Regions from separate parts of the Gossypium hirsutum genome. Here region 2 is linked to region 1. Evidence: chromatin contacts called from public Hi-C data. All regions are on one chromosome and are shown on one strand. The core of a region is the stretch at or near the end of the contact, and the rest is flanking DNA. Distances in the headings are between cores, read along the strand shown.

Region 1 (4,662 bases), core at 1,394-3,893:
AAAATATACTAATGCTAACTAGCAATATCCAAGTTATGGAATGTTGTCAGCATTTTTGGAGGAAAAAATAACCTTTCGAATTAAAATCCCTATCATGTGATAATTGAGAAACATTTCAATTTCCTAAAATCCATTGGTCTGCAAACTGATATGGTATTGGAACAAAAAGCAAACAAACAAATAAATAAATTGCATCTCACATTTGAATTCTATCAAAAAGGGTAGACATTATGGGTGCAACAAGTCTGCCATCTAGTAGAGGTATTTCTGAGATTGAAGACTATAGAGGAGTTCATCCCAAGACAACAATATCTAAAAACAGTCATCAGAACTAAGTGGTGGACTTGTTATCACATTATCCATCTCACCTATAATTGGTCTAAATGTAAGAACTAAAACTCTCTACTCCTAATAAGTTATTTTTTTGGAAAACGTTTGAGCCATAGAAGAAGAAGAAGAAGAAAAGAACTGATTCAATATGAAGAAATGCCAAAGTGATAATTCTACCTTATCACAAAGCTTTTGCAGCTCCATCATGGCAACAGGAGAAAGTATATCCGGTCGAATGCTCAATGCTTGCCCAAGCTTTATATACGCTGGGCCCAAAGAGGTAACAATTTCCCTTAATTCAATAGCTCTAGCCACTTCATTCTGTTAATAAAACAGAAACAAATTTGAACATGAAAATTTATGCGTGCATTTAGATGCTAACAAACACACACAAACAGCAAGGGAAGCTCAAAAACTTTAACGAGTTGCAACAGATAGTAACTGTATGATACGAGTTGCAACGAAGGTGATAGAGAATTGTGTGTTCACCTCTTTGACCTTCTTGTTTACCACATCCATAGCCAAGCGTGAGAGGAAACCCCCAGCAACAGATAGTAACTGTATGATACGAGTTGCAACAGCATGAGGCCGTTTCCCCCAGTATGCTGAGATGCTAGCCGGATCATATGCCAAAGGTAAGAACTCACTGCTTTCATCAACCTATGTAACGAGAAAATGATTTATGCTTGACCAACCAAAAATTTGGGCATAGCAAAATAAAGAAATGGCACACTAGCTAGAAATTGCAAGCCCAGTAAATGGTGTCGGCTATAGCATCACTAAACCAGCCCTAATGGCATTAAACTTTTCAAAAGCTTTCAAAACATTTCACTTTCCGAAAATGAAATGAGTTGTCCCCTGTACTAAAACATCAAGCTGAGAGAATAAAAGTAGATTAGAAGTCTAGAATTCAAACATGACAGATATATGCTACAATAACTGTATTTTTACCTCAACCAACCGAAGCTGAATATTGTCATCAGCAAACTGTGAATCCCGTAAATTTTGGCCACGAAGTCCTCTCATTAGTATAGCCAAATCTTCATTTTCTTCCATTTGTGCTCTCACTCTTTTTATTTCCTGTGAAACGTCTCCCATCCTCTGGTAGCTCAATTATCACCAAAGCAAATAAGTAAAAGAACACTAAAACATTGACCAAAAGCAAAATCAGCAATTCAAAAATTTAAAAGTTTTATACTCATTAGTAATTAATATATAACATAAACTCTTCCGTGTGCATAATTCAGTAAAAAACCAAATGAACCACCGACCAAATTAATTTGAGCTAAATTAATTAATATGGATTATGGTATAAACTTTTTAAAAATTTTGGTTCTCACTTAATTTGAATAGAAATTTAAAAAAAATAACAAAATTGCCCAAAAAATATATATAAAACGTTATATTTATAATCTTTATTAGATTTATTAAGTTTTATATGTAGAAGTTTTTAACTTATTATAAATGTGCTTTTGTAGGGATACATGTTTAACTGATAAATATGTATTAGATTATTATACTTACTAAAAAGAATTAAAACGTAATTTTAATTCATTGATGGTAGAGTTGGATTAATTATCAAAATAATTGTGGTTGGCTACCGCTAAACTTTTTATAATTCGGGCGGATTATTCATAATATAAAGTAACAATTCAATTAATTCGATTAACGATGTTTTCGACTGAACCGACCGACCAATAGTTACACAATGGTATTCACAATAAATAAATAAATAATACTTAATTTTTCTTTTCATTTTTCATTGCTGTCTCAGCAACCAGACTAAAGTTGACCACGTGAAATCAAATCTCATTTCACCAAAAAAAAAACTATTTCCAATAAAAATAAGAATTGGTTTTTTATTTTTTACCGTAGAAACTCCGTTCACGGACTTTTTAGATAAGGAGGACTTGGAGGAGCCGTTGACGTTGTTGTTTGAAGGAGAGGACTGAGACGGAGTCTTACGAGTAGGTTTAGGGTCGGTTGCTACAGCGAGAACCGGTCTGGTTCGAGTACGAATAGATACTCTGTTAGAGCGCGGGGAAGAGAAACGGACGGGATCGACACCGCAGTAGACGAGCCACGGCGGCGCTGCTGCGTCCATGGCGGAATTGACGATGGAAACTTCTTTCTAGAGAGAGAAACACAACGAATTTTAGAGAGAGAGAGGAAGATAGTTCTGATTTCTGAATCTGAGGAATTTCGAGTGGAAAACAGAAAAAAGAGTGCATTTTAACGCTTTTTTTTGTTTTTGTGTTTAGGTGGAACGAATGAGGGCCTGGCCGTCGGAGGAAAACGTGGCAAAAGCTGGAGCAAGGAAAGGCCATTATTTAATATTTTCTAAAATATTATTATCTCTAAAATATTAACCGTTGGTTTCCCGCGGGCGAGTGTCTAGAGGTAGTGGGGTAAATCGTTTTCTCTTTTTATTATTATTTAATGACATAATAATTTTTTTTCCCTCTAACCTTATAAAAAAATTATTTTAGCCCTCTAATTAATTTTTCATTTCTTTTAATCTTTAAATCTGTATTTTTATTAAATTTATCTAAAATAGATTGAAAAATTAATATTTGTTAACTTTACTGATATGACATATATGTGAATTATTGTATAGATGACATGTCAGCATTTAATTATTTTTTAAAATTTTAAAAATACTAAAAATATGTATTGTTAATAATTTTAAAAATAATTTTTTAAATTTTTAAATAAATTAAGTTTTAAAAAATCAATTAAATATGGACTTGTTAACTATATAGTAATGCGTTACATCAAGAAAATAAAAAATATTAACTTTTTCAACCATTTTATGTAATTTAATAAAAAAATATAAATTTAAAAGCTATAAAAAAACAGAAAATTAAATAGAAAACTAAAATAATTATTTTTGAAGTTAGAAGCGAAAAATGTTATTATGTCTTAATTAGCAACATTTATATGCACTTAAATATTTGTACTATTACTAAAAGGGTTAATTGATATATTGATAGAGAGTAATGGCATGCACGTTGTACTATTAGTAACATAATTTGAGTTTAATTTTTGGAGATAATATAATTGGAAGTGGTAAATACAAATTTTAAAATAAATAATTTTTAGGAGAATATAATAGAAATGGAAGATTTATTTATTTTACATCAATTTTATATAAATATAAATTATTTTTGAAGGATATGTCATAATTTAATTAATTACCGTGTTTTGAGGAATTTTTTATATTTTAATAAATTTAGAAAAATACATTTACACAAAAAGAATATTAAAATCTAAAAATTAGAAAAAAAAACATTGATCTTTATTATTTATCTGTTGTCATTTTAATCTAAACTATAATTATTTTTCTTAATTTTTAAAAAAATTGTCACACGACATCGTAAGCGTGTCCTAGTCTACTATAAAAAAAATAGAACAATAAATTAATAACTCTAATAAAAAAAAGTAAATTAGCAATGAGGTAAAACCTGTAATTTCAAATTAATTTTACGTATTTCTTTAATTTTTATATGATTATTTTTTAAAAAAATCCATTCATCATTCATATTTTATTTACTTTTTACATGTTAAATGTTGGGAATATTTAAAAATGTTTAATTATTTACTTAATGAATAAAACTTTTAATCATTATATTTAATTATTTAAAATTTTTAAAATTTTCAATTTCTTATAAAAAATCACCTAGATTAAACAACTTGAATTCAAAACATAAAAAGAAAAAAAAATTAATTTGATGTATTTATCTATTTAATTTTTTTTATTTATAATTTTAACTAATTTTTTATTTTAATTTCATACCCATTGTATATGTATTATTATATTATTAATTTTAAACATTATCTTTGATTATTATTTTATGTTATTTTTAAATACACACTTGTACTATAAGTACGTGATTTTCACACTCATATGAGTGTGATAGGATTTTTACTATTTATATTTAAACACTTCATTATAAAAAATTATAAATCTAAAAATCGAACACGTGTTATTTTAGTAAACCCAAAAATTACAAAATCTAGTATTTATAAACTCAATTTCTTGACATCTTATTTTAGTAAAAGAAATAACTAAATTCGTAAAGAAGAGTTTGCATCATCGCCGCCGTCCATGGGAATTAATAAAAAATATTTTTTAAATAAAAATCAAACTTTTAAATTGTATTTTTAAATTTAATTTTAAAAAATTATTAATCACATTTTCTTTTTCAAAATATTATTTAACTTGTTCTTTATAAACACTTTTTGAAATTGATGTATATACATTTTGAATTAATATTTAATATAATTTGAATTTTATAAATAATTTTAGAAATTTGTCATGTGTATTTTTTA
Region 2 (4,662 bases), core at 758-3,257, 130 kb after region 1:
TAGGAAAACTAACAAATTTATTACTGAGGACAGGTAACACTAAAGAGCGTGACCTTAGATGAGCCAGCAGCTGAAAGTGTAATGGGTGGTGGAAAACCAAGCAAGACTGATGCAGTCGCACCAACTTCAGGTAACAACATTGGCTCTGACTGTTAAAGGAGACATGACAAAGGTTATTCCAATATCAGTAAGCCGCATATATATACATATGGACAAAGTAATTTCCCCTACTATCCAAAGTCCATCTAGAAACACATTGAAAAACTTTATATCATATAAAAATGGCAGACTGACAGAAAATGATAGTAACATCAAATTATCAATACAATCTTTAACATTAATCAATTTAAAACTAGTAATAATACAAAGAACAAGAAAGCTCTTATACATAGTAAAACATCTACATAAAACAAAATCACTAAATTAAAATACTACATAAGTTCCAGATGTTATTTTCCAATTTTACATATTCTGGACAATTCAACTTAACTATCCACAATCTCTTAATACTTAAAATCTTCACCAAATTATAATTCTTGAAACCTAATTATAAATGAGTGAATTAAATTAGAGTATAAATAAATAACTAAATAAAACCTGAGAGACATCGTTAGAGGATGGAGCGCGAAGGAATTGATGAGTAGAACTGTCGATGAAGAAAACTGATGCAATAGATTCAGCCTACAGTAACAAAAATCAGAAAAAGAAAGAAAGAAATTGAATCAACTAAAAGAAAAATTACAATCAGATATAATTATATGAAAATAAAACAAGAGATTTAGAGATAACAAACCCTAGAGATTGAGAAGAGAAGTGATGAGATCAGGAAAAAATCTATAATCTTCATGGTAAGAAAAATGATTGATTGAGGGAAAGCGCGAGAGCGATCTGTGTTCTGTTCTTTTACCAATTTAATCTGTGTGGAAAAAATATGGTTCAAAAAACCGTGTGGATTGAGGTAAGTATTTTACCTACAATTATTATAAGCAAAATTAAAATTGTTATCTAAAAATATTATAAGCAATTAATTAATTTTTTAAAACTAAAAAATATTTTTATAATCTTTATACTTTTAAATAATTTTAATAATTTTTAATTATTTAAAAAAATTAATTTTAAAAAATTAATTAATTATTTATGTGAACAGCAAAGTTAACAACTACTTTTTCTCTTTTTGAGTGATTCCACAAACAAGTTTAAAAAAAATTAAATAGAACTAAAATGAATTTTTGTAAACTTGAAGTTCAAATAAATTATTCTATCTATTTTTTATAATATTAATTTGTCTCTTGAATTTGTTTAGAAATTTTAATTTTTTTATGTGATTAGTACTTTAACTTGTATTATATCATCTAGGTTAATACATATGCACTAATACCGTTTATTTTTTTAATGTGAATTGATAATCAATCTATTAATGACACATGATAGTTCATTAATATGCCACATGAAAAATATAAAAGAAACTTTAAAATATATAAATTAATAAAAAAGTTATAATTTTTTTTTTCAGAATGTACCTAAATAAAATTTGTACTATTCTTTTGTTATTTTTTTTAATTTATGCTTATCACATAGTATTTTGAAAAGCTGCTGCATGTAATCACTAGATTAATTACTAATGTTATTGCAACACAAATTAATAGAGTTAGTGTGGAGATATCAATAAGTGATTAAATAAAAATTTAAGTACCAATTAGATATTTTTGGATAAATTCAAGGGGAAATACATATTAACACTTTTAGTTACCAGTGCTGTCCGTACGTACTGTTCTTCTTCCTTAGCAAAGCTGATTGATTCCCGTGAAGAAAACTTTATATATTTCAATTGGCCTGTAAGTATAGGAAAACCCATCATTGCACGTTTAGTTGTTAATGAAAGCAAGCTTCCATATACTGTTTTATTTATGTTCTTTGTCCTTCACCCATTTTCTTGACAATCATATGGAAGCTAGATTCTTTTCTTTATAGTAGAGAGCTCTTGATGGTTTTTTCCTTCATTCCTTGCACACTTCCTTTTAGCATCTGATTTCCTCATTGTGATCATCTCTGAGGTTCTTACACCAATGATATCATATACATACATATGTATATATAGTCATGAATTCAACAGAGGCCTTTATATCATCGTTTGATTTGGGAAAGCATGGAACAGGAGTATATTATTTTGCTTCAGAAAATCTTGGTAGTTCTATTTTCTGTAACTTTGTTCTGGAAGATAATCAAGCACATCTGTGGTCTATTGGTCATAGAAAAAGAGCCTGTGACGGTACTCGTTACCGGCGCTGCAGGCAAGCTTGAAGCAATTCTTGTCTTTTTATCATCTTTTTTCCTTTATCAAATATGACAAATCGTGCACATAAATCATAAATAGTTTCATTTATGCTTATGTAGTTTCAAAAGTTTGATTTTCTTCAACAGGACAAATTGGCTATGCTCTTCTTCCCATGATTGCGAGGGGGGTCATGTTAGGCCCTGATCAGCCTGTAATTATTCACATGCTTGATATCGAACCTGCAGCTGAGGCCTTGAATGGAGTCAAAATGGAACTGATTGATGCTGCCTTTCCTCTGCTCAAAGGTATATATATGTCTCATGACTCCCATTTTCTTGGTTGAAAATTACTTATGATTTCTCGTCATGTTGTTTCGAAAAAGATGTTGTTGCGACGACGGATGTTGTCGAAGCCTGTCAGGGCGTCAATATAGCTGTCATGGTTGGCGGATTCCCACGGAAAGAAGGTATGGAAAGGAAGGATGTGATGTCCAAGAACGTATCGATTTATAAAGCTCAAGCTTCGGCCTTGGAACAGCATGCTGCTCCTGACTGCAAGGTGAGAAAACCAGTCTAATTACCAATACAAATTGTTATGAAATTTGACATCAGATATATTAGTACCAGTTCTTATCATCCAGGTGCTAGTGGTTGCCAATCCAGCCAACACCAACGCACTTATCTTGAAAGAATTTGCACCTTCAATTCCGGAGAAAAACATCACTTGCCTTACTCGTCTCGATCATAACAGAGCATTAGGCCAAATCTCTGAGAAGCTAAACGTTCATGTTAGTGATGTGTGGAATGTTATCATATGGGGAAATCACTCGTCCACTCAATATCCAGACATTAATCATGCAACTGTCAAAACCACAAATGGAGAGAAATCTGTTAGAGATGCCATAGCAAATGATAATTGGTAACAAGAAACCCCTAGTCTATCTTGATGCTTTTTAATAAGTTTCCAATCGTTATAATAACTCTTCCTAGGTTGAACACCGAGTTCATTACCACGGTGCAGCAGAGAGGGGCCACCATTATCAAAGCTCGCAAGCTATCGAGTGCATTGTCAGCTGCAAGTGCTGCTTGTGATCATATACGTGATTGGGTTCTTGGAACACCCAAGGTCGTTAATCTTTATTTTTACATTGCTTCTTGTATTGACAACTCTATTATTTACTTTGGGTTCATTTGTTCAGGGAACATGGGTGTCCATGGGAGTGTACTCTGATGGGTCATATGGAATTCAGCCTGGCATTATGTACTCCTTCCCAGTTACATGTGAGAAAGGACAATGGTCAATTGTTAATGGTAAGTTGCATTCACTTCGACCATGCCAAAATTGATGCATACTTGAGGCAATGATTTGCTTATTTGAGAATATTTCATTGCAAATGGCAGGGCTCAAGATAGATGAATTGTCGAGGGAAAAAATGGATGCAACGGCGAAAGAGCTGATGGATGAGAAAACACTTGCCTATTCTTGCCTGATTGATGATTAAGTGAATGAATAGTTGGAGACTAATCAGTAGCTAATGAACTCATGAAAATCATTATCATAGTAATAATAAGGGAGAATAAGGCATTTTATTCTATTTGTAAATCTTTATCCAGGCTAACTTTGTGTTTATTTGCAGTGAACATCTGTCTTTATACATAAATTTGCAAAATTTCTCATTTACCTCAATACTACGTTAATTGAGGATTCCAAAATAAATATTGGATACCAATGTGTCAAATACGATAATTTTTTTAGCAATGAAAGATGAAATTATATATATTCAATTAACACAATTATGGTAATAAATAATTCTAGCCTAGTTCAACTTGTGTAGCGAGAATTGGTCATAGTAGCAGTTTAACGGTTAACCGATTAAATTGGATGAATCAGTCAGCCCAATTAGTTTATTTTGTTTTGTTCTGTTTTTAATAATTTATTTAATTAAATTCGTCTAATTGGTTTGACTATTTTTAGGATAGACTTATTTCATTTAGTTGGTTAGTTTTATGGATAAAGTAACTTTTAATTCTTGAATTTGATAGTTTTTTCATTTTGATCCTTAAAATTTTTTTTATATTAATCTCTAAACTTGACAATTTTTTTAATTTAATCCATGAACTTGAATTTTATTTAGTTATATATGATTCCACATTATCACCCAATTTTTTTAAAATATATATTTTTTCTTTATAATTTATAATTTGTAATTTGTAATATTTTATTTTATATAATTTTTAAAAGATAGGTGACTATGTGACACAATCTTAAAGTACCATGTTATTACTCTTGAATGAAATCTAAGTTCGAGGATCAAACTGGAAAAATTAACAAGTTCTAAGACTAATATAAAAAAGTAAAAAACGAAATCGAGAAAAATTATCAAATTT

The links. Hi-C and Micro-C count contacts between places; a contact is called where the count stands out from the background.
Region 2: a Hi-C map of seedling shows a contact between it and region 1, with 4 times the contacts expected there. The contact joins the promoter of LOC107890568 here to the promoter of LOC107942320 in region 1. A contact is called at or near these places in 5 of 34 Hi-C or Micro-C datasets (hypocotyl, leaf and seedling).

What each region holds. Positions count from the first base shown.
Region 1 is chrA09:80,811,417-80,816,078 of Gossypium_hirsutum_v2.1, forward strand. It overlaps LOC107942320, which reads right to left and starts at 2,644. Exons shown (of 13, transcript XM_041077108.1): 1 at 2,201-2,644; 2 at 1,282-1,431; 3 at 820-990; 4 at 508-651. The coding sequence starts at 2,434.
Region 2 is chrA09:80,940,399-80,945,060 of Gossypium_hirsutum_v2.1, forward strand. LOC107890568 (malate dehydrogenase, cytoplasmic) reads left to right here and starts at 2,008. Exons shown (of 7, transcript XM_016815056.2): 1 at 2,008-2,291; 2 at 2,422-2,580; 3 at 2,658-2,833; 4 at 2,916-3,193; 5 at 3,265-3,400; 6 at 3,474-3,585; 7 at 3,676-3,915. The coding sequence starts at 2,147. The coding sequence ends at 3,776. LOC121206276 reads right to left here and starts at 984. Exons shown (of 12, transcript XM_041077112.1): 1 at 794-984; 2 at 598-681; 3 at 54-149. The coding sequence starts at 847.